Regions from separate parts of the Mus musculus genome. Here all the other regions are linked to region 1. A link is a contact called in public Hi-C and promoter capture Hi-C data. All regions are on one chromosome and are shown on one strand. The core of a region is the stretch at or near the end of the contact, and the rest is flanking DNA. Distances in the headings are between cores, read along the strand shown.

Region 1 (5,154 bases), core at 1,035-3,534:
TAATATGGGGCCAATTAAATTGACTTATAGAAGTGGTACTTCAAAACTACCAGGTCCTAGATTTACTTGTAACTGTAGCCAGTTACTCCTTTGCTTTTAAAGTCAAAAGGTTTCAACAAGACGACAAAGACTCCAAAACAGTGTTAAAAACACTAGCGATTGTTAAAAGCAAGGAATAAAATGGACTCTTAGCTGGTGATTTTTTTAAAAAGATTTATTTTTATTGTATGCCTTTGAGTGTCTTACCTTCATGTGTATATGTGTACCACATGTATGCTTAATGTCTGTTGAAACTAGAAGAGGGTATCAGATGTCCCTGACCTGGAGTTATAGTTAATTGTGAGCCACCATGTGGGTTCAGATACTCAGACCCTCTGCAAGAGCAACGGGTACTTTTTAAAAATGAAAGCAACTTTCTAGTTCTGACTGATGAATTTTAAATAATGTCTGTGGGCTGTGAGATGAATCAAATAGCAAAGGTGAATGCCTTTCCTCCCCTGGAGACCAGTGGGAAGAAAGAATAGACTTCCAAACTCTCCTCTGGCCCATCATGGTTGGGTTTAGCATACCAGCAGAAGAATGGAATGCAGACTCTATCATGTCTCTTTCTTCGGACTTTTATTACTTCTCCTCGTCACACTCATCAGAAGCAGAAACAAGGAGCTCCATGTCAGTCTCCAGTGGAACAACGTGGTGGAGAAGTAGAAAGAGAGAAGGAAAGAGAAGCAGAGATACTGTCATTATAAATGCTCTCTATAACTATAGGACAATTTAAAAAACAGGTCCATATATGGCAGGACATTTATAAATACCCCTAAAGCCACTTTGCTATACCTTCCTTCTTCACACTTTGTTTATGGAGTGCTCTCTATCTCTGACAGGGCTGTGCAAAATTTTCTTGTAAGGGTTTGATAGTACTTTAGATTTTGGGCTTAAAAGGCAAAATTTAAATGACTCATATTAAAAATAATTTAAAATGTAATATTTAAACAAATACAGTCACGGGGTTTCAGCGGGCTGGGTTTGGCCTGTGGGTAGCAGCTTGCCAACTTCTGATCTAATTTTTGCTCTCATTTACATCTTAGTTTTTGCTAACCAATTTTAGTGTCAAGTTAAAAATCATACCACTTCCTCCTGACCTCTCACACTAGGAGTCTGAGCTGAGATGGGAAGCCAGTTTAAGCCAGTGGCTGAAGTGACACGTTGAACTTTGACAAGATGTTGGGCTGACATTCCAGAGTTCAATGATCCTGCCAACAAGCTTAACTCTGAGGAGGAACTGTGCTTTGCTACTGTGTTTCCATCAGAAACTGCCCTCTTCTCCGCCTTCTCCTATCTTTGCTTATCTTCAGTTTAGTTTCATTGTCTGCTAGTGAGAGTGGCCGCCCACTCAGGAAACAGATACTAATTTGCTACTCTACCCTTTATGTAGCAAGCCTAGGGAGGTATTCTGCTCCACCGGTTTTGATCTCACACCCATTCTTTGATAAATATGCATGGTTTGTGGACTAATGGACTGAAAGATAAGATTAGTGAAAACCCAGTTTAGGACTGGAATGTTTCCTTTAGGGGAAGAGACAGTTCCTAAAGGAGCATGAATCTGTACTGATCCATAGGATGAAACGCGAAAAGTCGCTCATTTCAGAGAAACACAAATGTCAGAATTATAGACCAGTGAGTGGCATGCTGGAAGGGGAAGCCCATACAAGTCTCTGTCACAATCCCTCCACCCCCGAAACTGAACATCCGATCTGGTAGACATTTATAGTTTTTTGTTGATTGAGTGACTCAGTTCTCCCTGCTGGTTGTGAATATTCCGTTTCCAGAAGGGCCCAGAATTTAATTCAGTGTCTTGTATTCTGGTTTCTTTAAAAACAAAAAAACAAAACAAAAAAAGAAATATAAAGCACACACACACACACACACACACACACACACACACACACACATGTATGTATGTATGTATGTATGTATGTATGTATGTATGTATGTTTGTAAGTATGTATGTATATGCCCACTAATCCCAGATATAAGGATTTGTGGTGCCTGGCACTCAATAAGCACTTTACACAAGTCTTAAATCTCAGAGTGGAGCGCAGATAGGCTCTGTCCCGGCGGCGCCTAGCTGGCAGGTGCAGCCTTGGGGTCCCGGCCTTCAGGCCGCAGAGCTGTGGCCTGGGCTGGGCGCGGCAGGCACATAGGCGAGGGGAGGCGGTCTGGCTCGCACGCCTCTGCGTGCGGTGCAGCCTTGCAGCCCCCGCCCCCCGCCGCCGCCGCCGCCGCCTTTCTGGCACCTCTCTCCCTCCGTACTGGACTCCGGTGCATTTCCGGCCCGGGAGAGTCCGGCGTCCACCCGGGCCAGCCCGCGGGGTGGGCGTGCGCCGTGATCTCCGCGCGCCCGAGGCCCAGCGGCCGCCATGGCCGACGTGAGTGTAGATCAGTCCAAGTTGCCGGGCGTGAAGGAAGGTAGGTCGGGACTCGCGGGCTCCGGGGAGCCGGGCTGCGCGGGGCACGCGGCGCGGGGCGGGCTAGGAGCGCCGCGGGCTGGCTCGGTCCGCCAGCGGCTGCGGGAGGCCCTCGCCTGGCCGCGCGGCCTTGTTCTGCCCTGTGGACGCTTGATGTAGAAATCCCAGCCCTTCCAGGCTGGCCCAGGCCAGGGGGTGGCGTTCCGAGTGGAGTGGAGCCTTTGTTTTGAAACATGACCCTCTCCCTCCTCTTCTCCTTCTGTTCCTCTCTTCTCCCTCCTTCTTTTCTTTTCTATCCTCTACCTCCCTCCTCCTTTCTTTCCCTCCTCTCTCCCTTCCTCCCTTCTCCCACTTCTTCTTCCTAGTCTAGTGTCTGGCTGGCTCTTAGCTTCAAAAATGTTGAAAATCTTAGGGTTGGCATTGCTTTGAATGGTGGACCTCAAGCCCCTATAAAGATGATCTCCCCACTTCCATTTTAATAAAGACCAGGCTGGAGTGGGTGGGAGCTTGTGATCCTGTTACCCCCGTTGCCCCCCATGGCTGCTATATTGAAGTCCAGGAAAATAAGATTGACTAGTACTGGCCAGGCCTAGCTTACTTCATCTCTCCTCCCCTCCCCGGGGCCTAGCATTTTTATTGTTTTGGTTACTGGCTCATCTTCTTGTCACTCTGTCTTTCCCTTCTTGGGAAGCACTGGACTTCCATTATGACAACACCTAGAACGTTCAAGAGTGCTCTCTCTTAAAGCCATAAGTTCTGAGGGGGGTGGGGGGGGGGTCTTTGTTGTGGATCTCTTTTGTTTCACCAGAGATCTGTGGCCAACACGGTCTGGGACTGGGATGTGTGTGTTGTGTAAGTGAAGGAGTTTTTCCTTTCTTGAGACTTTAGGCTTCATTGCCAATTTCAAGTGACTCAGATGGTCTCGCTCTGGCCAATTTGGAAATCCCAAGACAATTAGTGACTACTTGGCTGCATCTGTCCTAGGGTTTCAGAGAAGCACCGTGGCTAGGAGTCAATGATTTTATGTTTAAATTGTAGTAGGTTTGGATCTACTCCATTGTTTCTAAAGAGTAATAATGCCTTCAGGCTGAGCTTTTGGTCTTGGTATTTTTCCATCGTTTCTGTCCCTAACTTGACTTTGGTTATTACAGTTTTTAGTTAATGGAGTCTAAGGAGCCACTGGGAAGACATATCGGTTCTTCACCTGGAGGCCAGCTGTAGAGCTCCCCTCTTGCTTTTGGATATGGGTTTTGTGCGCAAAGGTGTTGGTTTTGTCTGAAGACAAAGTGCTCCCTTGGTAGTACTTTCATTGATGGTGGGTGTTGCTGATACTGGAGTTCAAACAAAACCTGACCTGAGGTGCAAAGCTTCAGTGTTGAGGTGCTGTGACTTCCCCAGCCTTCCACCTGTGCTAGTGACCTGGAAAGAACTTTTTTGTGTACGCTTTGAAACCCTGAGGTCTTTTCATTTTTTTTTTTTTTTTAACCGAGACATGCCTAACTTGTGCTAATATCTTATTTCTCAAGGAGTTCCCCACTTTCCATCTAGGCCTGCAAGAGTCTTTTTCACCCCCCAGCTCTACAAGTTTTCCTATGTTTACTTTGGTTTTCATTCTGGATATTGTGGTGCCGTGCTTGGCAATCCTGTCTAGGGACTCCGATGAGATGACAGGGACATTTAGTGTGGCTCTTCCATGTGTCTTTGTTAAATTTAGAATTTGTCACATGCTCACTTTGAAGGAGGTCAAAAGCTGTTGGGATCATCGTCCTTACCAGTGCCTGGCTCTGAGACCATCAAAGGCCATGATGGGTTTACTAGGAGAGTCCCCAGAGTGGCGAGAATTTGATCTGGGAAGTATTCAAGCCTAATAACTTGCATCTCTCTCATATAATTTTAAATTATGGCCCAGTTACCACCTAACAATCTTTCCTCTAATTAAAGAGAACCGGAAGATACCAGTGAAGAAGCAGAGCGTGTTCTGACACTGAGTAGTCCTGAAGCCCTCAGCTAAGTCCAAGCAACTTAGCAGCACTTTGTTTAAAGTTTTGGCTCAGATATTTGAGCCTCATTAAAAACGCAAACACTACTTCTTGTGTTTTCCACTTTTCTTCTGAATTTAAACTTTGGTAGATTTCTGCAGGTTACAGTTGACATCATGGGGTAGATTATAACAGAGACTGAGAAGAATGGGGCTGTGTGTCCTGTCTCACTGCCCTGTCTTTAAGAGAGGGAAGGCTGCTTTGATATTTGGTGTATCAAAAACAGATGGCAGGGAACAGGACTACTTCACAGTCTTCTTCCCTAGGTTAACATGAAATGCTTGCCTCTTTGGTTTGTATGGAGGGCAGAGCTTCATTGAGAAGACCCTTCAAACATACACAATTAAGAAGTGTATACTTTCGAAAATAACAAATTTGGAGACAACAAAACTGAGTTTATACAAGTGAAAAGAGTTTAAATGTCATTTAAATGCCATTTAAATGTCAGTACACCCCTATTTCCTAATCAAAATATGTTTGGAACCTCCATATATTTTTTGTAAAGGAAATAGTTATTTTCTCTATCAGTCTCCACACCCCCCCCCCCTTTTCATTTCACAATTCTCCAAGTCTTGTTTTGTTTTGTGTTCCTATTGTTCGGATGGCTGGCAAGGCTCATCGTTTGCCGAGTCCATAACAGCCCCTTGTGT
Region 2 (4,888 bases), core at 1,066-3,565, 860 kb before region 1:
TTCATTGAATCATCATACTTATCAGTGTGGGGGCAAAAGAAGAGAACTTTACAGTTCTCTTGTGCCTAAACAACTATGGAAACCTCATAGGAGAAGAACCCAAGAGAAACAAAAGACTTGAGATCCATGAACTCCTGCATTATTCAATAAAGTGATGACAGTGACAATTACCTTTCCTGGTTGGTTGTTATTGTTTTTGTTGTTGTTTGTTTTGTTTTTAGAAATCATGATTTTGTTTAAACATGACTATCTTTAGTGCTTTAAAATGACTTGAGTCTGCTGAGTCTATGAATTTTTCAAATGCTAAATAAATACAATATTTTGTTACTTACATTTCATTTTCTTCACAGGATAGATCCGAGAGCACTCGCTGAAACACATATTTAGAACAATAAACTTCAAGCACTGTATTGGTCTAATCCTTTAATGAAAATAGTGCCTAGAGATAGTGTGATTTTACATCTTTTCTTCTCCTCTTCTCTCTCTCTCTCTAAGCTTCGCAGCATTGTTTTTTGTTGGTACACAGAATTTTAATTGAAAAAAAATTGTCTCTGGGTAGATTCTTAAATTCAGCAGGAGTAGGAAATCTACTGAAATTCCTCTTTATACTACAGGATCTGAACAGTATATTGTTTTCTCCACAGACTTTGCGTGATCTAGACAGCCATTGGGACCCTTGAGTTTCTGTTTTCTCATTTAAGTGAGAAGCAAGAGGGTCATTATTTATTATTATTTTCATGTTAAAGAATAACATTCCCAGTCAATGGAAACAGAACTCAATCAATAACTTTTAACAGTATTTAAATATACATGTAAAGTAAGTGCTTTTAATTACTGACGTAAATTTATGGTCACATGATATTCCTGTTTGGGGGGAAAAATAAAATAAAACCTTCCATCTATCAAAGAAGAAAAGAAATAACCTTTGAGAGGTCCAAAATCCTCAGCAATCTAACAAAGTTTTCTTAGTTCTAGGTGATGAACTTTAGAGGCTACAGTATTTCACACCCATAATCACAAGAAAAGAGGTGTTTCTTTTTAGATACTCTTTTTGTATGCTACTTTGACTCTATGAATTGACACTCTCTTGTACAATGAGACATTCAAACATCACTTAATGTAACACTGAGGCTTGGAAAGGTCACTTGAAGCATTTATTTTTCCAGACTATCACATGTAAATATAAGTACAAATAAATTGTTACAAATTTCAAGTGATAGGTTTGGGGTTTTTGTATTTAATATGTGCATTCCCCTTGATCTCAAATGTGCCTTTCTTTTTTTTTTTTTTTTTTTTTAGCACCTAGTATTTATGCCATATGGAGCAATGGATTGGCCATCAGAGAGCATGGTAATGAACAATTTATAAGCACAGAAAATGAGTTGTATTCTCTTTTGCTAAAATGCTGCAAAGAGATTTGCATACTAACCGGGAGGAAATGAGCATTCAAATTCTGTCTATAAAGAAACTTTGTTTATGACGAGATGTAAACCATTTGGGATCTAGCTTAACAGATAAAACAAATTAAGCCAACCTTTCCCTTTCAAGTCACATCCCAGTCTTCTCTGTCTGTTGTACCCTAGCAAGGAGCGTGTGGTATCTCATTATCACCACCAAAGGGCCAATGCATTAGCTGCCAATCTCCCAGGCTGTTATGACATAAAGAAAGGAGGTCTTAATACGCTGCAACCTTCGATCTTTCAGACACCTTGCCTTCAAGTAAGAGACATACAAGGATGCCATTATTGGTTACAAAAAGATGCCACCACAGACTAGCCACATAAACCTAAATATGGCTCTGTCTGCAGCAGTCATCACTGAAAAACTGTCAAGAATCCAGGGAGCTGCAGAGATTGGTAAACATTTTCTAAATTAGAAGAGCCATAGTATTTTTTGTGTCAATAGTATTTCTGTGTTTGAAAACATCGCAAAGTATTACAAAATAAAGTGTACATTTACATCACGGATTTCAACAGCATTGCAGCTAGGAACAAAGAAATGAGACTTGAGGCCATGGATGTTCTAGTTTTCATTTTTGGAAAATAACTAATATAAATCATGGGGTGCTGGTAGAATCTTGAAGAGAATCCTTTACACGCAGTAGTTAAATCACACAAAGGACAAATTCTCAGTATATCAACCCCAAAGAGACCTCCAAAAGCTACTAAAAGCATCAATGATTACCTGGAATAGTGGCAAACACAGGCATCCCGCAGTTACGATTTTGGAAGCGACACGGAAAGGACTTGATGTTGACATGCTAAAAAGAAAGATGTACCCAGATACTGTGGCTTACTCACTCTAATTAACTCTCTCAGAATATATTAGCTGCTCTATGCTATGTGTCCTGCTGCAGTGTGCATTAATGATGGAGTATGTGACCACGAAAGGGCATCCAGGGACAGAATGTTAGCTGCATGCTCACAGGTACTAGGAGCTCAAGGAGTTTAAGGTCAGAACCCAGGGACTGTTTGTTAAGGCTTTTAAATGCTGACCTGCAAAGCCAGCTGGTTGTTTGAACAACTTTCAGTATTCAAGTGCATATTTAATTCCAGGGAACATGTGAGGGTTTTCTTTCTTTCTTCTTTTTATTTATTTATTGTTTATATAACACCTTGTACTGTATACATTAATTCAATCTTCTATGCTTTGTAGACCATCTTTGCTCTTCTTTTCCTACATATCATTTTGAGTAGGAGGTTGTCCTCAGCGTTGAGTCTCCAGTGATCAGATTAGCAAATTTAAAATTTAAAAATAGAGTGGGAACGGGTAGATATGTAAATATGTCCTTTCATAGATAACTAAAAATACTAGAAGTTAATTACTGGAAAATATCAGCTAAATTACAAAGCACCCTTCGGCCACAGCTTTACTTTTCTAGAATGTATCTACATCTTTATATATTGCTTAAATCTGTAAATGGTGCCTATAATAATTTGAAGTGCTGCTCACTGAAACACTGAATGTCCATCAACATGATCAAATACCAAATGGCTACATGCATGCAGCGGAATAGGAGGAGGCTATTATGATTATTTCCATGAATTTCTAAATATGAGGTCAGACACAGAGAGTGATGCAGAAAATGCTCTTAGTGCTATTTTTAAATACAAGTAACAAATGATAGAAGTCAGCCTATATAGCTTGTTACTATTATATATATATGTATATATAAAGGAAGGCAGAGTTAGTGGAGTTTTTTTCTTGTGTAAAATATGCTGCATATGCTTTTATGTGTACAGAATGTGACATAGATTGTCAAAAGTATTTGTAAAAGAGAACTGGAGACTAAGAAAAGAAGTGTGGAAGGGGAAAGTTTCACTATCAGTTTCTTGTCTGGTCGCTACACGTACATTTTGTCTATATGTCACTCAAATGCGTTCACATTTAAAGGGACAAATCTGAAATCAAATATCTAGAATTCAGATCATGGTGCAACCTAAATCCCACAATAGTTTACTAAATTCGATTTTAATTATTATATAGGAACCCATTTATGATTACATCCATAGATTACTCCGGAAACAAAGCTCCAGCTCTGAACTTGGATTTAAAGCTTCTGGATTATTTGCACTGTGTCTGGACAGGCGAAGCAGACTCAGTGACAGCCATGGTCTGTTTAGTATGCAGACACAGACACAGCCATGAATTTCAAAGCAGAGGAAGGGCTCAGTGCCAACACCAACAGGAGAAAAGTAAACCAAGCCTACAGTATTATTTGTGCCTCAGACAGCCTCCATTTTGAGTGTCTTTGAAGCCTGTAATTAAACAGAATGAAAAATAGGCTTTTCACTGGTGAACTTATTTATTAGTCGGTCAGAAGCCTGACTTCCGTCAGCAAAGTCAATGATCTTAAGAATTTCTGGGAAAGAAGGGAAGGCCAGATGATGAGAAAAGAGATGGAATGGAAACAGGGGCTCAATGCTTGGGTTAGCCTTAGAAACTGGCACAATGACCAACCGAATACAAGGAATAAATAATTCTTGTCTAATAGCGCATGACTGTGCAGCCGGGGGCTAGCTAGAGGCATAGCGACTGAATGGAGATACAATCTACCAGCACAGAGATGCTGCGAGTACCACTGCTCTGTTTCTGCTGACATTAAAACCATGCTCATTACTCCTTTTATCTCCCTTCTCTGTGAGACTCTTGATGTCTGCATGGTCCAGGAATGTACCATGGTTTCTTTCTCTGTGTATTTCCTCACAACGTCAGCACAGGTAGGTGACCGGGAGGAAAATTGTGATGATGAAAGACAGCTGTCCTGAATTCTTTGTAGATGTTCTATTTGAAGGTAATTGGAGCGACACTTGTTGTTTTAAGAACCAGAATGGAGCTTGTATCTCCTTTTAACCCGATTTCCCTAATGGCAGCATCTTGCATAATAATTTGTGGTACCACAACTATAAAACTTACTGGAAGAGAATAGCCATCCACAGATTTTTTTTTTTCTTTACTGTTTAGGCTGTATCCTTAAAGCATCTCCCTAACTGTGCTTATGAGCGTGGACATGTCCTAGTGAAGGAATCACAGGGAACTCTAGCTGAACATGGACAATTGATTTTCCTACTAATGAGGTCACTTACATTCGAATACACTCACATTTGCATAGAAGGATCCGAGGAAGCAAAGCTCTCAAGAACGGGCGAGAAGGAAAAGAGGACACATGTTGTTATTGTAAAAACAGAGGAAATTGTGCGCTTTGGAATTCTCAAGGACTTGTATGGTGAGCCTTAGATCTTTGCGTTTGTAACAAGAGCACAGGCACATAGACATTTATCTGTTCAGTTGCTTTGATTTGTCCAGGCCTCTGCTTTGCTAGGGAGAATGAAGCACACCAAAATGGACGGAGACTATTGACTGTGAAAGACCATTGCTCGATTCTGAG
Region 3 (4,780 bases), core at 719-3,218, 810 kb before region 1:
TTCCTGGCTTCTGGGTAGCCCAAGGTAGTTCATCCAGGTGAATGTTTTGGAAAGTCGATGCTTACTGCTTGGGTCCTGACTTTTGTATCTTCTACTTTTAGATTGAAAGCATTGAGAAAATTATTTAAACTTTCTTTACATCTTTTGCATGGCACCCTATCTGTTGCTGTGAGAGTTGAGTGAATTAATATATCTGAGGCCATTGTGATTGATTTATGCCTTCTATTTTGTAGATAACCTACAAAATCATTAGTGTAGTGCTTAATAAGTGTACTACATTAAAAGGAAAAGTTGATGCCTGGAATATGTTTAATGAATGAGGAAGAAATCAAAGAATTTTATTTGTGCTTATCACCAGTAACTTAAAAAATGTCCTAGATCATTTCTTCTTTGCATCAGTGACAATCTTATGGGCATGGAGTATGTGTCAGATATCCATACATAAAATAATAATGTAACGGCTCAATTGTCTTGAGGTCAGGAGACACAGAAGCATCTCAGTTAGTTCTTTTAGGAAGGTATTGCAGTGTGAATATGAACTCTTCCCCCATAGGTTTGTGTGTTGAATAACTGGTCTGTTTCGGGAGAGTCTGGAAATTTAGGTTCGAGCTCTAGTTTGGAGGAAGGAGGTTGGTGCAGCACGGATGTGACAGTTCTATCTGGTCCCTTGCCTTCTTCCTTCCCTGTGCTTTTGCTGGTGCAGAAAGTGATCAGCCTCTCCTCTTCCCACAATGCAACACAAAGGTACTGGAGCAGAAGAGTCAAAGTAGTTGCTTCCATCACTTAAGTTGTCCTTTCAGGTGTTTTGGTTACAGCAGTGTCACGGAAGTGTGCAAGGTTTGAACAGCCAGCATCTTTAGGAAGGCTGACCTTTCTTGGCTCTTATTTTGTTCCCAAGCACACACACCCTTTCCTTTTACACCCCTTTCCTCATTGCTTAATTGCTTCATCTGGGACTCAATTTCTCAAATAAACAAATTAATAAGACACAGTTAAGTAGTTTGAGGGTGGGGCAGACAAGGAGGTGGCAAGGAGCAAGGCCTGTGAGAAGAGACAAGTATGGTTGGCAGATTGCCTTTGTTGGGGATACTCTGAAATGAGGACCGTGTTTGAAGGGCCTTGTTCTCGAGGAGGCTTTTGAACAAGGAAACTGATGTAAGGAAGACCATTATACAGATCCTCAGATGATTACATAACTGCAGTGTATAGTAGAGATGGCAGCTAAAGCTTTTCTAAGGACCCGGTGATAGGAGAATGACGGAATAGAAAATTATTTTCTTCTGTAATCGATTATTCCATTCAATCACCAATGCATTCTTCTTTGTCAGCTTATTCGTCTTGAATGCTAGCTTTTTTGCCTCTCATTATACTAGTGGCTGATTATGATAGTGGACGATACTGATAATGTCCTACTGTCATGATGGGTGCTCTCTTTCCTGTGTCCCCTACTTCTAGCAGAGCAAGATAGGGCTCCTGACTAAGGAGAAGGCTGTGCTGCCGCTGGTTCCTGTTGCTCTAGGAACTCGACACATGGTGGGTTCTCTGGGGTGCAGCCTTAATCGACTCATGGCCATTAGTATGTGACAGGTGAATACACAGACCAAAGGAACCGTAGGCTAGGACCCACTTGGGTTGCAGGACCGCGATCTTCAGTGGAGCACAACGGTGCGCTTAGGTGTGCAGAGGCTCTGGACCTGCTCTGAGTATTTTGGTCTTGAGACCAACCGGCTGCAGGGCTAGCCCTTCCTTGCACGTTCCGCCCCAGCCCCAGTGGCCCACGCGGTGGCACCCAGCGCAGCCTGGCATCCGCCAGCGGGCGGACCCCACGCGGCTCCTCCTCGCGGCGGGCGGGACTGCCCCGCGTGCGGCCCCAACCCTAGCCTTGGGAAGCCCGGATCGCGGGCGGAGCGCGATTCACCGCGTGGGTGGAGTCTGTGACTGGATCCCAGGGCCAATCGCGCGGTGGCGGGGGAGGAGCTCCGGAGGGGGAAAAAGAAAGTGCGGCGGAAAGTAAGAGGCTAGTCGGGGAAGGCTGCCAGCATCTGGCTTTCCTAGGTTCGGCTTGGACCAGGGCGCTGAAAGAGGCAGTGGTCGGCCACCCTGCATCCATCTGGTCGCTGTCGCCGAGCCTGCTGGGCTGGCCCGATAAGGTGAGTCTTGCTCTGCAGGGAGGGCTGGGTTGAAATGGCCAGCCGCAGTAACTCCGGGTAGTAGGAATTCTTGTAGATCGTCTTCCACAACCCTTCTGGTTTACAGACAGCAAAACTGAGACACGGAGCGAGACTGTGGCCAGGCTAAACAAATCACACTACTAACTAGTAGGGCGGTCGGGGTTCGAACTTAGCAAATTGGAGGCCTATTTCGCCCGGGGCTGTGCGGGTTCTCAGGCTTTTGAGGGATCTATTTCAGGGTCCTTGTGCCTAGGGTTCTCAGGAGTGCCGCTGTAAGCTTGAGGCGAGCAGGAGGCTGTGTCCCAGCACACCCACTCCATCACATCGTAGCTCGCAGTCCCAGCTATGACAGCCCTGGGGAGAGGCTGCCAGCAAGCAGCCTTGCTAGCTCCTTTCCTGACCTGCTTTTTTTTTTTTTTTTTTTTTTTTTTTTCTTCTGAGGGACGTTCCTGCCTAGGGTCTCTTTCAGGCAGTGAGTTCAGGAAGAAGGAAGAGACTACAGGTGCTGGCCACCACTCTCCCAGCCTTGGAGATAGCAGGAACTGTTTTCCTTGAGGGGTGGGGGTGGTGGGCAGGACATGGGATGCCTGTCCTTTAGAACAGCTGGTGCCTGAAGCCTCCTTCTACCTCTAAGTCCTAATTGGGAATAGGGAAGCCTAGTTAAAGAGAAAATCAAAAACACGAAAGCGAACTTCTGCTGTTTCCATTAGGAGACAGTTGCTCCCTTCCCTCCGCAAACCCACTGATTGTGAAATTGTGAACCAAGGCGCTACGGAAAACATTAGATGCTTTTCCATGCAATAAGCTATGGTTACCAATAAGCTGAAAAGGTTATCTTCTGTCTGTGCCTTTGCCTTGTGTTGGCTGTGTAAATTTGGGCAGTTTAGCTCACCTTTCTGAGACTATTTCAAGTAGCAAAATGGACACTAGAATGCCCCCTGTGAATCCTAGGGGTAGTTAGGAGGATGAAATAGAACAGTTCAAGTGACATGTTCAGAGTGGTGCCTGGCCTGGCGACTTTGGCAAATATTGCTCTGTACTAATATTGGCTTCACTGGGTTTGAGAAGGGTTATTTTCTACTACCTTGGTGTGACTTTTTTTTTTAAATCTAAAAGTAGAATGATATTTAGCCTTTAGAGTTTGAGCATTTAAAAATATTTTTTGCATTCAATTTTGTGTGTAGGTGGGTACATGTGTGTACGTGTGTGGGGAGGTCAAAGGACTGTGTGTGTGTGTGTGTGCATGCACATGATGCACATGTGTGTGGAGGTCAAAGAAAATTTCTCAGGAATCCTATCTCTCCACCATGTGGGTGGAACTCTTCTGGTGTTCAGGTTTGGGGGCAGTCATCCTTACCTGGCAGGCCCGAGCAGTTCTTTACAGTGCTTTCTAAACATGGTCCACAGGTAGACTCGCTTGATCATTTGATGTTTGAGCAATGCGAATTTCCTCCTCCTTTTGAGGTCAAGCCTCCAGCCTGGGAACTGCCTTGATAGGAGGCATCCTGCATTGGCAAAGAAGGTTTTTAATGTTTGATAAAGGATGAAAAAGACAAGGAGAAGAAGCTTGAAGTTATAGCAATGCCTTCCATTGCCCCAAGCCTTCTAGTCCTGTTCTTTGGTCCATCTCTACTTCATATTCTGTAGCTAATATCAAGAAGCAAGGGGATTTTTGTATATTGTTCAGTAACACTGGGTAAGTTCAGTCTCTTCTGGATACTAATTGGCTTTATTTAAACCCAAGCACACACATATGCTCACATGAGCCTTCCTGTGTTACTTGTCTTTTAAAATGAAGCAGCTTCCATAGATACCTCCACCTGACTTGCATGACAATTGATTTTATTTTGATCCATATGATTATTTACTACCATCTACTGGCCACAGTGCAAGTCCCTGAAATGAGTAGTTAGCATTTATAAGGGGCTGCCTCCTTCCTTCACAGTCCACAGCACTTGCCTGCAGTATTGATGAACTCCAGGGAAAGGGCGGGATACATCTTGAGAGGAGGTGAGGGTTTGCTGATGTCCAGTAGGTACCTCCCATACCAGACATTGCCACAAGACAGGGACACATCTGTTTGTCACCTTACTCTTTGTGCTCGGATTGTGGTGACGCGCCACAATATGATTTAATGTGTGCCTTATAAACTAGGGACTTGTGGGGATAAGGGAACTGTTCAAAATGAGGTCAAACAAGGGCTTGGGATGGGCATTGAAGGCAAAGTCTCTTTGCTTCTGGGTTTTTGAAGAAAGCATACTGAGGTTTATCATTCCTGATACATGTTATTATAACCAAACTGTGTGTGTGTGTGTGTGTGTGTGTGTGTGTGTGTGTGTGTGTGTGTATAGAACTTTAAAATCTCCAAGTGTGTTCCTCACACATTATTTTCCTTGTTACTTTCAATAGGCCTTGGGGATGCTCATGGCAGACTTCATAATAGTGGCAGATCCTGGGGTTTGGTCAAAGCTACTTGACTTTAAATTCTGTACCTGACCACCCTTGTGTGTTACTGGGAAAAGTGTTTCAACTGTCGGAGCTTCTGTTTTATCCAGTTTTGAAATGACTTAATGCTTATGCTAGGCTCTCATGTGAAGATGAAGTTCTGT
Region 4 (5,144 bases), core at 457-2,956, 830 kb before region 1:
CCTAGGATCAACTGTTTCCCCAAGACATAGCAAAGGTGTTTGCCCATTTAATTATTTTCTTATTGTCTATGTACTAGAACAGTCCTGGGCACTGAGAAGTCACAGAATAAACCATTGTCGAATGAATAAATTAGTGAGTAGGTGTGAGAAGTGGACAGAGCAGTTCTGGCCTGAATCCTGGCCCTATGTTTGACTCTTCTTTCCCTCAAGGTAAGTGGGATCCAGCTTTTGGGGATTGAAGTTTTCATGAGTAACATTTTAGGACCTTGAATTATTTTATTCTCAAGTATTACGTTTTAGATTGTTTGTTTGTTTGTTTTTTAAGACAGGGTTTTATTGTGTAGCCTTGGCTGCCCTGGAAACAGATCTGTAGACCAAGCTGTCCTCAAACCCATAGATATCTTCCTGCCTCTGCCTCTGCCTCTGCCTCTGCCTCTGCCTCTGCCTCTGCCTCTGCCTCTGCCTCTGCCTCTGCCTCTGCCTCTGCCTCTGCCTCTGCCTCTGCCTCTGCCTCTGCCTCTGCCTCTGCCTCTGCCTCTGCCTCTGCCTCTGCCTCTGCCTCTGCCTCTGCCTCTGCCTCTGCCTCTGCCTCTGCCTCTGCCTCTGCCTCTGCCTCTGCCTCTGCCTCTGCCTCTGCCTCTGCCTCTGCCTCTGCCAAGTGCTGGGTTTAAAGGCATGTGCACCACTGTCACCCACCTCAAATTTTACTTTTAAGAAAGCTTTCATGCTCAAAAAGGTATATGAAAACTTACAATTCTCATACTCAAAAGTTTTAAGCCTTACTCCCTTCAGTCAGAACTATTAACTCTATAAATATTTTCTGCTGGCCTATATTGTAATTAATTATCAGATTTATCTTTGTGTTGTTATTCTGAGAGATCAGACTTTTTTTTTTCTTTTTTTGCCTGTCCCTAGGCTGTGAGCAACTTGACTAGAGTCGTGCCTTATTATGCAGAGCACCCTGAGCACCAAGGCAGCTGGCACTGAGGAAGCTCTCAGCAAGTGGTTAAAACAGATAGGCTGCACAAAGAGCTGCTAGGAGAATAAGGCTGTCTTTGTTTGAGTCAACAATAACTCAAGTTGCAAAGCAAGCATAAAGAAAAGCTAAGTTTTTAAGTGTTGAACAATTGTCTGGAGAGGGTACACTTCAATTCTGAGCATGGGGAACGGAGAAAATTCTAAAGAATGAATCCATTCTACAACCACTTTAACTGCCTTTTCCTGAACTCTTTCATTTCTTATTGTTTCCCGTAAATTTGAGTAAACAAGAAAATCTCTAGTGCACAGACTCTCAAACTCCTAAAATGTACCTTAGATATGGTTTCATTCCCTTATCTTGAAGACAGAGAAACTGCTGCCTATTGAGTGAAGTTAATTTATTTTTGTGGCCAGGTAGGACCAAAGTCTAGGTATAATTCACTGTATAGTCAGAACAACCATGTTGCTGGTCTACAGGGAAGCTAATATGGGTATATCTGTTTACAAAGCTCACAGGAAAATACATGTTATGAGTAATGGGTAATAGTCAGTGAATTCAAAGGTCAAATATTTTTTAAATATTTCAAAATATATTTGCTATGTTCAGGGTGCTCTTTAAAATCCATAAACACAGGGCTCTCATCTTCAATTATTAACAAGCCACTATATGGCTGAGTACTTTGATCCTATCAATCAGGAGGCAGAGTCAAAGGCAGATAGATGGCTATGAGTTCAAGGCTAGCCTGATGTACATAGTGAGTTCCAGCCAACCATGTTTACACAGTAAGACTCAGTCTAAGAAAATAAAATAATAATGATGATACTATTATTATCATTATTAAGTTAGCAATTGGTCATAACAAAATAGAAGGTATAATAATATCTATCCAGCACTCACAAGATGTAAGTTGCCAATTGCTTCGTTTTTGCTTGAGGTCTCACCTTCAACTAGGTAAGAACTGATGTTAGGCAAACTATCTTCCAGTTGACTGGTTAGAGAGAAGACATTTAAACATGGACTCTGTAACTCTGGACCTGAGGTTATATTTGCTATCCAGAGAACTTTGCACCTCAAATTCTTGAGCCACTCTGATTAAAGATTTATGCCATTGAATTGATTTAATTAACTATTTGTAGTGTCCACAACTGGATCTGATTCTGAGCAGTCTTTGCCACTCAAACAGCACACGGCTGATTCCAAGAAGTGCTTGCTGACAAGGAGCCTGATATGGTTGTGTCCTGAGAGGCTTTGCCAGAGCCTGACAAATCCAGAGGTGGATGCTCGCAGCCATCCATTGGACTGAGCACAGGGTCATGTGCTGTGTGTGTATTCTTTTGTTTACACGCATAGTGAGAGTACTCTGTGTGTGCACATGTATATAACATAAAAAATAAGCACCCTGAGTATACTGTTGTTCTACAAGTATGTGATTTGCATACAAGAATACATACATATTGGTACTGTTTAACTTTGGAAGTTTCCCTTCTTTCTCTGTTCTCTATGGCTATAGAGTCTAAAATGCTTAAATATGGCTTAAGGTTTTTATACCCATGGTGTGTATGTGTGTGTGTGTGTGTGTGTGTGTGTGTGTGTGTGTGTGTGTGTGTGTGTGGTCTGTAAGGACAGTAGATGCAATGCTCTGATTATGGTTCAAGATTTGAAAACACAATAAAAACTGAAACAGAACCAAAAAGGAAACAAATGAGATAAAATTCTGAATGGCAAAAGATGTTAAGGGAAAAGCTTTTCCCAAGGACTTGGGCTTGTCTTACACATGCAGCTTTTATTTCTGACTTGGCACACTGTATAAGTAAGCATGCCTTGTTTGTCAAATTCCAAATTTACACCTCTCCCTTCCTATTCTCTTGTCTCAAATTAATTTTATCTGTTAAACCTCAGACATTGTTCTGTTTGTTCTGACATACACAAATAGTAAGGTTATAATAGTGATTTTATCCGGCCAATCTTCTGAGAATGTTTATTTTTTTAGTCATTGTATAATTTACATGTAGGAGCAGGTCACTTGCAGCATGACCTTTAAGACTCCCAGTAATGGGCTACACATTTCACTCTCAGATGTTGTCTTCTTTTCCCTGGCCTTTGTAGGAGGTGTTCAGAAATCACAAGTCATGAGCTTGAGTACAGGCTAGCAAGCAAACCATTCTCTCTCTGCCTTGGAAATGTAACTGTACAGATGTCAAGGATATCATATGATAAGTAAAATCTAAAATAGCATGTTTATGCTTCCAGCCACAGGAATGATCAGATTGATAAAGAGAGGACTGTACATTTTGGCTATCATTAATTCAGGAAGAATCAACAAGGGTTCAGGGTTTGGTGTGGCAACAGAAAACAGTTAAAACCTGAAACTAAGGAATAAGCATGGATGCAACATAGCATATGGAATCAATTGGTGTGATAAACAAAACAAAACACACACACACACACACACACACACACAAACACACATACACACACACACATCACTTTGCTAAACTTTGTGCTTTTTCTGTGACCTTCATCTTCCTTTTTGCATGATCTTAACTTCAAGAGTAGTTCGAAAATTTACCAAGAACAGAGTGTGTCCTGTTTTAACCAATCTTCTCAATGATTCTTTGTTAATTGCCTGTACATAGGTGAAAAGTGTTGATTGGCCATATGTACAAGTATGGCCAGCAGTATGTGTGGGAAGTCACATATGCCATTGCAGAGTGGCACTGACTACTGCTGGCCACCACGCATAAGTTTGGACAAACAACCAATGTGTACATATGCAGTAAAGTGTTTTGCAAAGACACTGCCTGGCCCGGGCATGATAATGAGGCTTTGAGAGTATAACCAATCAGATGTGAGACATGCAAATGAGGTATGATAATGAGGCTCTGTGAGGTACAGAGAGAGAGAGAGAGAGTAGCCAATCAGATGAGTAACATGCAAATGAGGCTTAGTGCATAACCAATCTGGGTGTGAGACACGCCTCTCCTAGGCCTATATAAGCATCACCAGTTCTGGGCTCCGGGTCTCTTCGCCTCTGCAATCAAGCTCTCCCAATAAACGTGTGCAGAAGGATCCTGTTGCAGTGTCGTTCTTGCTGGTCGAGTCCTGCGCACACAAGAAGTATGGACAAATGGATGACAGTGCACGCTCTCTGTATTTCTGGGTGGTGCTGTCAGTCAGTTGTAGAATTACGGTTGCCCCTGCTTCTTAAAGACATGCCAATAGGATGAAAAAGACAGGCAGTGATTTAATATTACCCAACACATAAGGACTTCAGAGGAGACGAGCTATTGGCTTTTTGTTTCAGCTGGGCTGCTCTGATGAAGCAAATCACAGAAAGTGTGTTCTCATCAGATCACTGCTGTCAATGATCTTGGGAATGATGCTGGCAGTTTTCTTTCCAAGATGCCAAGTTCATTTAATGACTTCGCAGACAAGACAATTTCACCTACACATTTTATTACACCGACGCTCTTCTCAAACTACAGCTTTGACTTGTGGGTCTTCAAGAATAAAGCCTGGCAAAAGATGCAGATTCATTAATGTAAACGGGATATGAAAGGCATTGGTGGAATAGGTCATGATAAAGAATGATGACTAGATGGCTACAGCAATTTTAAATAAAGTGGTCTTTTCATGTCTTTCTCTATGGGAAATCAAGTTGCTTAATTAGTTCGAAGTTCAATACTTGATGGAGGCTCAGAGCTAACTATTCTGAAGCCTGATGATGCAAAGATGCTGGTTAGCTCTGTATGTCATGGCTATAAACAGGCACTGTAGTGAGGAGCCCAAGGTTGTGTGAGTCTTTGTGACAAATGCACAAAGCTACCTGGAGAAGAGCCTGGTACAACTCCCTGGCATCAGTTCTACTCCTTGATTTCCCCTGTATCCCTCTCTGAGAGAAATTCCCATCATTCAACAGGAGCATCACCTTACAGTGAGAATAGTAACTCCTGCTGCAGGACCACGTTCCCTGTTCCCTCACTGTTCAGAGGACCTGGCTTCCTTTGTAACTCAGACTGATGCACAGGAACATCAAAGATTGGAGTTATTACAGTCCCAGGGAGAGGCCTCTCCAGCCTAAATATTCATGGATAAGCTGCCTCTCTAGCTTCCCTGCTACATCTGTGCTCTCACAATAAATCAAGGAAGTGTTTTAAGGTCATAA
Region 5 (5,232 bases), core at 2,646-5,145, 770 kb before region 1:
ACAACAACAAAAAAAGATCAATTGAATTTTTAGTGGTTTATAGACAGTTAGATGACAACTCTGTCCAATGGCAGCTCATATTTATTATTGTGTAAGGTAGATTGCATGGCATTACTTTATTTGTAATAAGCTCACCAGATAGACAATGCTTAAGAAGTGGAATGTGGCTGAGAAGTCCCCTCCCCTTCCTTTCAGTGGGATCTGGTGGACTGAGGTCACAGCCCAGACTCTGGGACTGGTGGGTGTACATTGCCATCTGTCAGGATGGTCCTGGTGTCCAAAACCTCGTGAAAGGAGCCATAGAATTTTCGCTACGGAGACACAGACTTCCTCAGTGTTAGCTCCTAGCAGATTTTCTTTAACACTTTAGACACAGAGAGAGGGTATCTTCTTTAAGCCTTGCTATTGCCACCCCTTTTTAAACTGCCTGATGTAAGTTTCCACCAAGACAAGGAATATTACTTTTGCATTTCAGAGACAAGATTGGGGATACGGATGTCGAGGATGCTGCGCAGGCTGTTTTTTCCAGCGGTCTGACAGTGTAGGCATAGACAGCTCTGTGCCTCCCTAGTTGGCACCGTGTCAGCCTGGAGTATGCTCAGTTCTCCCTGAAGGTTCTGTCTTAACTCTTGACTCTAACTCTTTCTAATAAAGCTAGTTGCAGAAGCCGAGACATTTAAGCAGTAAAATTCATGGCCAACATCACAGAGTGAGTAAGGACAGTCTATATCGGGACCCAGGAGTCTCCATTTTTTCCTTTGTAATTGAGAATGAGGGATCTGTTGGTGTTGCTGGGTTTGAAAGAATAAAAAAGGCTTGTCTCCAGCCCTGGGGAATGAGCAAGAGGGCAGGTGAGGCTATAGTCTGATGAATTGTCTCCAGCAAACTAATCATCATTTTGATAGAATTTAGGGGACACTATAGGGGAGTACTATGTGAAAGAAGGACCTGCAAGATTCATTCAAGTCCATTGGCTATCTTATATTACTGTAAGCATACCCTAGATTTTGCATAACACAGCCAAGGCCACAGATAAAAGTGACCAATGACAAATTAAAGCAGAAGTTGATTTGGAAAGTGTCTCTCTACTATTTAGAAGATCTCTCTCTCTCTCTGATACACACACGAATACACACACAGTGTGTGCATTTTCTTTTCTTTTGTTTTTAGCGTTATATCTGTCTTTTTTTATTAGATACTTTCTTCATTTACATTTCAAATGTTATCCCTTTTCCTAGTTTGTGTGTGCATTTCCGTTGTGTAACAGTATTGGCATGTACTTTATGAAGGCAAACTTGAATTCCCACTTTGAGAAACAAAAACCTGAACAAATTCAACCAGAGTAGAACTACCTTCAAGTGCTTTGGGAAGTGCCAACACCTACTCTGAGATTTTAGAAAGAGGCCCATTTCTTTCTGGAAAATGAAGAGGGAAAGGCTGTAAAGGACTGGCGAAGGCACGCACGAGTCTGTGGACAGATTTCTTTCATTTCAGCATCAAGTAGGGAAGGCAGCTGTGTCTTAGGGACCCAGCATTGATCTGTAAAGTATGGCTTGGTATCTCCCTTCCTTCCCTAGTTAGAACCTTTGTTGACTGTGTCTGTGTTTCTACTGAGACTCAGAAAGGCATTCTACATATGATGAAGTTCATGGACAAATAAGTTCAGTTAATATTTTGTTAAACTAAGCTAACGATGATATTTACTTAACAGATTGTCTCAAGACATTAAAATGCCATTACAAATCGTGAACCTTCATGAGAGCTGTGGTGCATTACTCTTGAAACACATTTTTAAAAAAAGTTTTGCTTGACAGTCAGGGTATTTGCTAAAGGATGTCTTGTAGATGTCATTATGACATTGGTGGCATTTGTAATGAAGTTGAACATTGGGTTTCTTGTTATTTTGTTTATGTTTTCTTTTTTTCCATTTTGTTTATGTCTCTTGGCTGGCAAGCTGTGAGGTTCCTGATTATAGCAACAGTATATTTCGTATTTCTAGCTGCTGTGACAGAATATGAACAAATACACCCTCAAGAAGGGAAGGTTTATTTTGACTCACAGATTTGGGGCATGGCCTGTCTTGATGGGGGAAGCCTGAGGTGGTTGGCAATCTTGAATTTGTAATCATGAAAACAAAAGTATATAAACTCTGCTGGTTTCTCCTTTTTGTTCTGTTCAGGGTCCAGGCCCCTGGGCCAGTAGAATAACACTAATCACATTTAGGGTAGGTCTTCTCACAAAAATCCAGTCTCAAAACCCTGTTACAAACATGTCAAGAGGCTTGTCTCCTGGGTGAAGCTAGAACTTGACAAGTTGATAAGCAACATTAACCATCACTGTGTGTATCTCTGTAAAGTTTATGGAACCAGGCTCAATAAATAACTCCATGATTTGAATAGAGTATGAAGCTGGAGACAGAAGATAGAACATGCAGGTTTTTAAGCACAAATCTATGAAACTGTGGCAAAGCTTCGCTGCTTCAGCCCTTTGCAAAGGTTTGTAAAGTTTTCTGTGTTGGGAAAAGTAATTCATTTCCTAACCAGGAAGTGATTGGATGTTAATCCTAAGGTGGCATGACTGTTCTGTGTAGGTGATGGAAATAATTCCACTTAATTCCCTTCTTGAACTTTATGTGCCATCATAGTGCCCAAGTGGGCTGATTTCTCCCCTTTCAGTATACATGTTGAGATATGCCAGATGCAGGTTTCCAGACTGTGAGCTTCTATTTGCCAGACAATTTCACCTTTCATAAGGATAGGACAACAACCATTCTTCCTAGTTCTTCATAAACATATACCGAGTGCATTAACATAATTGCTAAACCATAACCTCCTTTCAAACATAAGCAAAATAAACTTATTTCTTAATAAACGGAAACATTTCTCGTGCTTAGGGTTTATATAATATTTGTAATTAGAAAGATTTTCCCCTATTTTTAGTAGTGTTATTGTCTCCAAGTTCAATTTTTATTGTAGAATAAATAATGGCCTGGGCTTTTCTACATGTAGGTATGTTCAACCTGATCCTCAACCATTTCCTTAGAAATATTTAGAAAAACTACAGTAAACTTGGGCCTGGCATACCAAAGAATAAGCTATGGGACATTGTACCTAGAAGTTGATTCTAGGTAAGGCCCTAGTTACTTGAGATTCATTTTGGTTTTTTTACAAACCATAATCAACACAGCTTGAGTCACAGACCTGTGTGGATAACTCCATGATTCCATGTGTTAAGCTTCTGTTACCTTACTAAATAACTCGAATGTTTGCCAGTATATGCAGCCAGCTATCTTCTTGGACATCGCTAAGTCCTCTACCCAAGGATATCCATCAACAAATGTCGTAAAAAGTCAATATATATCATCTGCCAACCTCAGTGTCCCAAAAATGAATGGTAAGTTAAAGGAGAGTCTGCACACTGAGTGAAGGCATGTAAGACACTCCCAGCTTTGCTTGAAATTCTCCAGGAACTTCTAGCACATCACTCTTAAATTGTCTCTGGAGAATGAGCAGGTCCCTGTTATCCTGAAGTGGACACCTTTCATCTCATGTTTGCCTCACCACTTTTCTCAGAGTGCCCAGGGTCATAGAGTCAAACATACAAGCCAAGGTCTGGCATTCTGTTAAACTCCTCTTAGATCTCCTCTCAGTGCAAACCTACTTCTACTCTCTGTGACAGAGCTGAGCCTTCAGGGTGATATGTCCTCCCTCACCTCTCTGAGTGTGTTGTTATTCAAAGCTTTAAAGTCTAGGGTGAAGGCCTCCTGTTCACATTCTATTCCAGGTTTCAGAAGGTGGCAGGTGGTGAATTATAGCCATCCTCTCTAAGGACCTGGTATTTTGAAGCTGTAGAGAAAGCAGTGCCCAAAAGCGTGCTAATGTTTTCTGCTGTGACCCTTGACTCTGGTGTTTCATCAGTAGCAGTTAGCAGCACTGACTTGGTGAGCTTGAGGTGAGGACAGCACTTTGATCTCTCCCTTTACATCTACTTCTGGACTTTTCGGGAACATTCAGTACTTAATGACAAGGCTGTTATTTTCAAAGTGAATGTTGAAAATAGAATTCAATATATTTAGGTTTAAAAAAAAAAGTCTTTATTAAGCCTGTCTAAAAGACATCAGGAATCATCAGTTTTTTTAAAAGAAGAGTCATGTTACTTAAAATGTACTTAATAGGTATATAAGATAAAATTGACCTGTTTTGAAGCACAGTTCTATGGATGGGATGATTACCAATCATCACAAACTTCAAGCTTGGGGGCAGGCCTCTGGCCATGGCTGTGAAGGATTGCCATGATTATGGCTAGCCTCTGAGAATGTCTGTAAGAGGTTGTATTTTTTAAAATGTACTTTGTGAATGAATGAAGAATCTGTGGGCTTATGTGTGTGTCTGGATGTCAGAGAGCAACTTGGGGAGTCAGTTCTCCCCTTCTACACTTATGTGGGTGCTGGAGATTAGCCAGGTGGTCAGGTTCCTGTCACCAAGTGCCAAGTGCCTTTAACCTCTGAGCTGTTTCCATGGCCCAGGACATCATATTTATTAAGTTAATCAATGCGGAGACTCATTTTGAATGTAGATGCGGCCATATTTTGGGCACAGAATTTTGGGCTGTATAGAGTGGAGAAGGGAATCTGAACACACCTTCAACGTTTTCTGGTTGTGACTGCAGATGCAATGTGACTAGCTGCTTAGAGTTCCTAAAGCCTTGACTTCTTTTCAGTGATGGATGGCAAACTGGAACTGTGAGCCCAAACAGACTCGTTTCCCCTTAGTTTCTGACTCTCAGGTTATTTTATCATGGTGGCAAGACCAAAACGAAGACAATAAATTTTAGGTTGTATCCTGGATTCTAGAGCAATTGCCCCAATCAGGTTATTCAAGTGATCCATACCGCCATTATACAGCTCCTTTACAGATAGACTATTTTACCAGTCCAACCCTCAATGTTTGTTGCTTGTCAAACCATTTCCGTCTTTCTGAGAATCTTGTGTAAATGGAATCATTCAGTGTGTAGCCTATTCAGAGTGGCTTCTTTCATCTAATAGAATTCCTTTGAAGTTGCCCCAAGTAACTTATAAACATACACTGGATAATGTTCATTGTTTGGAGTTGCTGAATACTCTCTCTCTCTCTCTCTCTCTCTCTCTCTCTCTCTCACTCTCTCCCTCTCTTTCTCTCTCTCTCTCTCTCGCTCTCTGTGCTCCAAAGCTTATTGATGGTAATAAAATATACA

The links. Promoter capture Hi-C pulls out the DNA fragments that hold promoters and counts their contacts. A called contact is a pair of places that touch in the nucleus more often than the background predicts.
Region 2: a promoter capture Hi-C map of hippocampal neurons shows a contact between it and region 1, with 2.3 times the contacts expected there. The contact joins the promoter of Tmem207 here to the promoter of Ccdc50 in region 1.
Region 3: a contact with region 1 is called in a Hi-C map of hematopoietic stem and progenitor cells, with 6 times the contacts expected there. The contact joins the promoter of Il1rap here to the promoter of Ccdc50 in region 1. A contact is called at or near these places in 7 of 39 promoter capture datasets (the 3T3-L1 cell line, the C10 cell line, hippocampal neurons and 3 more), 3 of 484 Hi-C or Micro-C datasets (CD4 T cells, hematopoietic stem and progenitor cells and liver) and 6 of 115 datasets of contacts at active chromatin or transcription factors (astrocytes, embryonic hindbrain, embryonic stem cells and 3 more).
Region 4: a contact with region 1 is called in a promoter capture Hi-C map of liver, with 4 times the contacts expected there. The contact joins the enhancer-like site here to the promoter of Ccdc50 in region 1. A contact is called at or near these places in 2 of 39 promoter capture datasets (liver and pre-B cells), 3 of 115 datasets of contacts at active chromatin or transcription factors (astrocytes, embryonic stem cells and large pre-B cells) and 1 of 9 other capture datasets (liver).
Region 5: a promoter capture Hi-C map of liver shows a contact between it and region 1, with 2.1 times the contacts expected there. The contact joins the enhancer-like site here to the promoter of Ccdc50 in region 1. A contact is called at or near these places in 4 of 39 promoter capture datasets (the 3T3-L1 cell line, 3T3-L1-derived adipocytes, liver and 1 more), 3 of 115 datasets of contacts at active chromatin or transcription factors (bone marrow-derived dendritic cells and bone marrow-derived macrophages) and 1 of 9 other capture datasets (liver).

What each region holds. Positions count from the first base shown.
Region 1 is chr16:27,386,672-27,391,825 of GRCm38.p6, forward strand. It overlaps Ccdc50 (coiled-coil domain containing 50), which reads left to right and starts at 2,285. Exons shown (of 11, transcript NM_026202.4): 1 at 2,285-2,466. The coding sequence starts at 2,418.
Region 2 is chr16:26,524,456-26,529,343 of GRCm38.p6, forward strand. Tmem207 (transmembrane protein 207) reads right to left here and starts at 2,316. Exons shown (of 5, transcript NM_001101640.1): 1 at 2,185-2,316; 2 at 333-370. The coding sequence starts at 2,259.
Region 3 is chr16:26,579,737-26,584,516 of GRCm38.p6, forward strand. It overlaps Il1rap (interleukin 1 receptor accessory protein), which reads left to right and starts at 1,969. Exons shown (of 11, transcript NM_001159318.1): 1 at 1,969-2,150.
Region 4 is chr16:26,560,950-26,566,093 of GRCm38.p6, forward strand. No RefSeq gene overlaps it. Among named protein-coding and RNA genes, the nearest start is that of Il1rap, 18 kb to the right of the region's middle. Within about 2 kb of position 1,707, at least 10 of the 459 cell types and tissues checked have an H3K27ac peak or open chromatin away from gene starts, as enhancers often do. A contact at or near this core is called in liver, where this site is marked.
Region 5 is chr16:26,612,461-26,617,692 of GRCm38.p6, forward strand. All of the region lies in intron 1 of Il1rap (interleukin 1 receptor accessory protein), which reads left to right. Among named protein-coding and RNA genes, the nearest start is that of Il1rap, 33 kb to the left of the region's middle. Within about 2 kb of position 3,896, at least 2 of the 459 cell types and tissues checked have an H3K27ac peak or open chromatin away from gene starts, as enhancers often do. A contact at or near this core is called in liver, where this site is marked.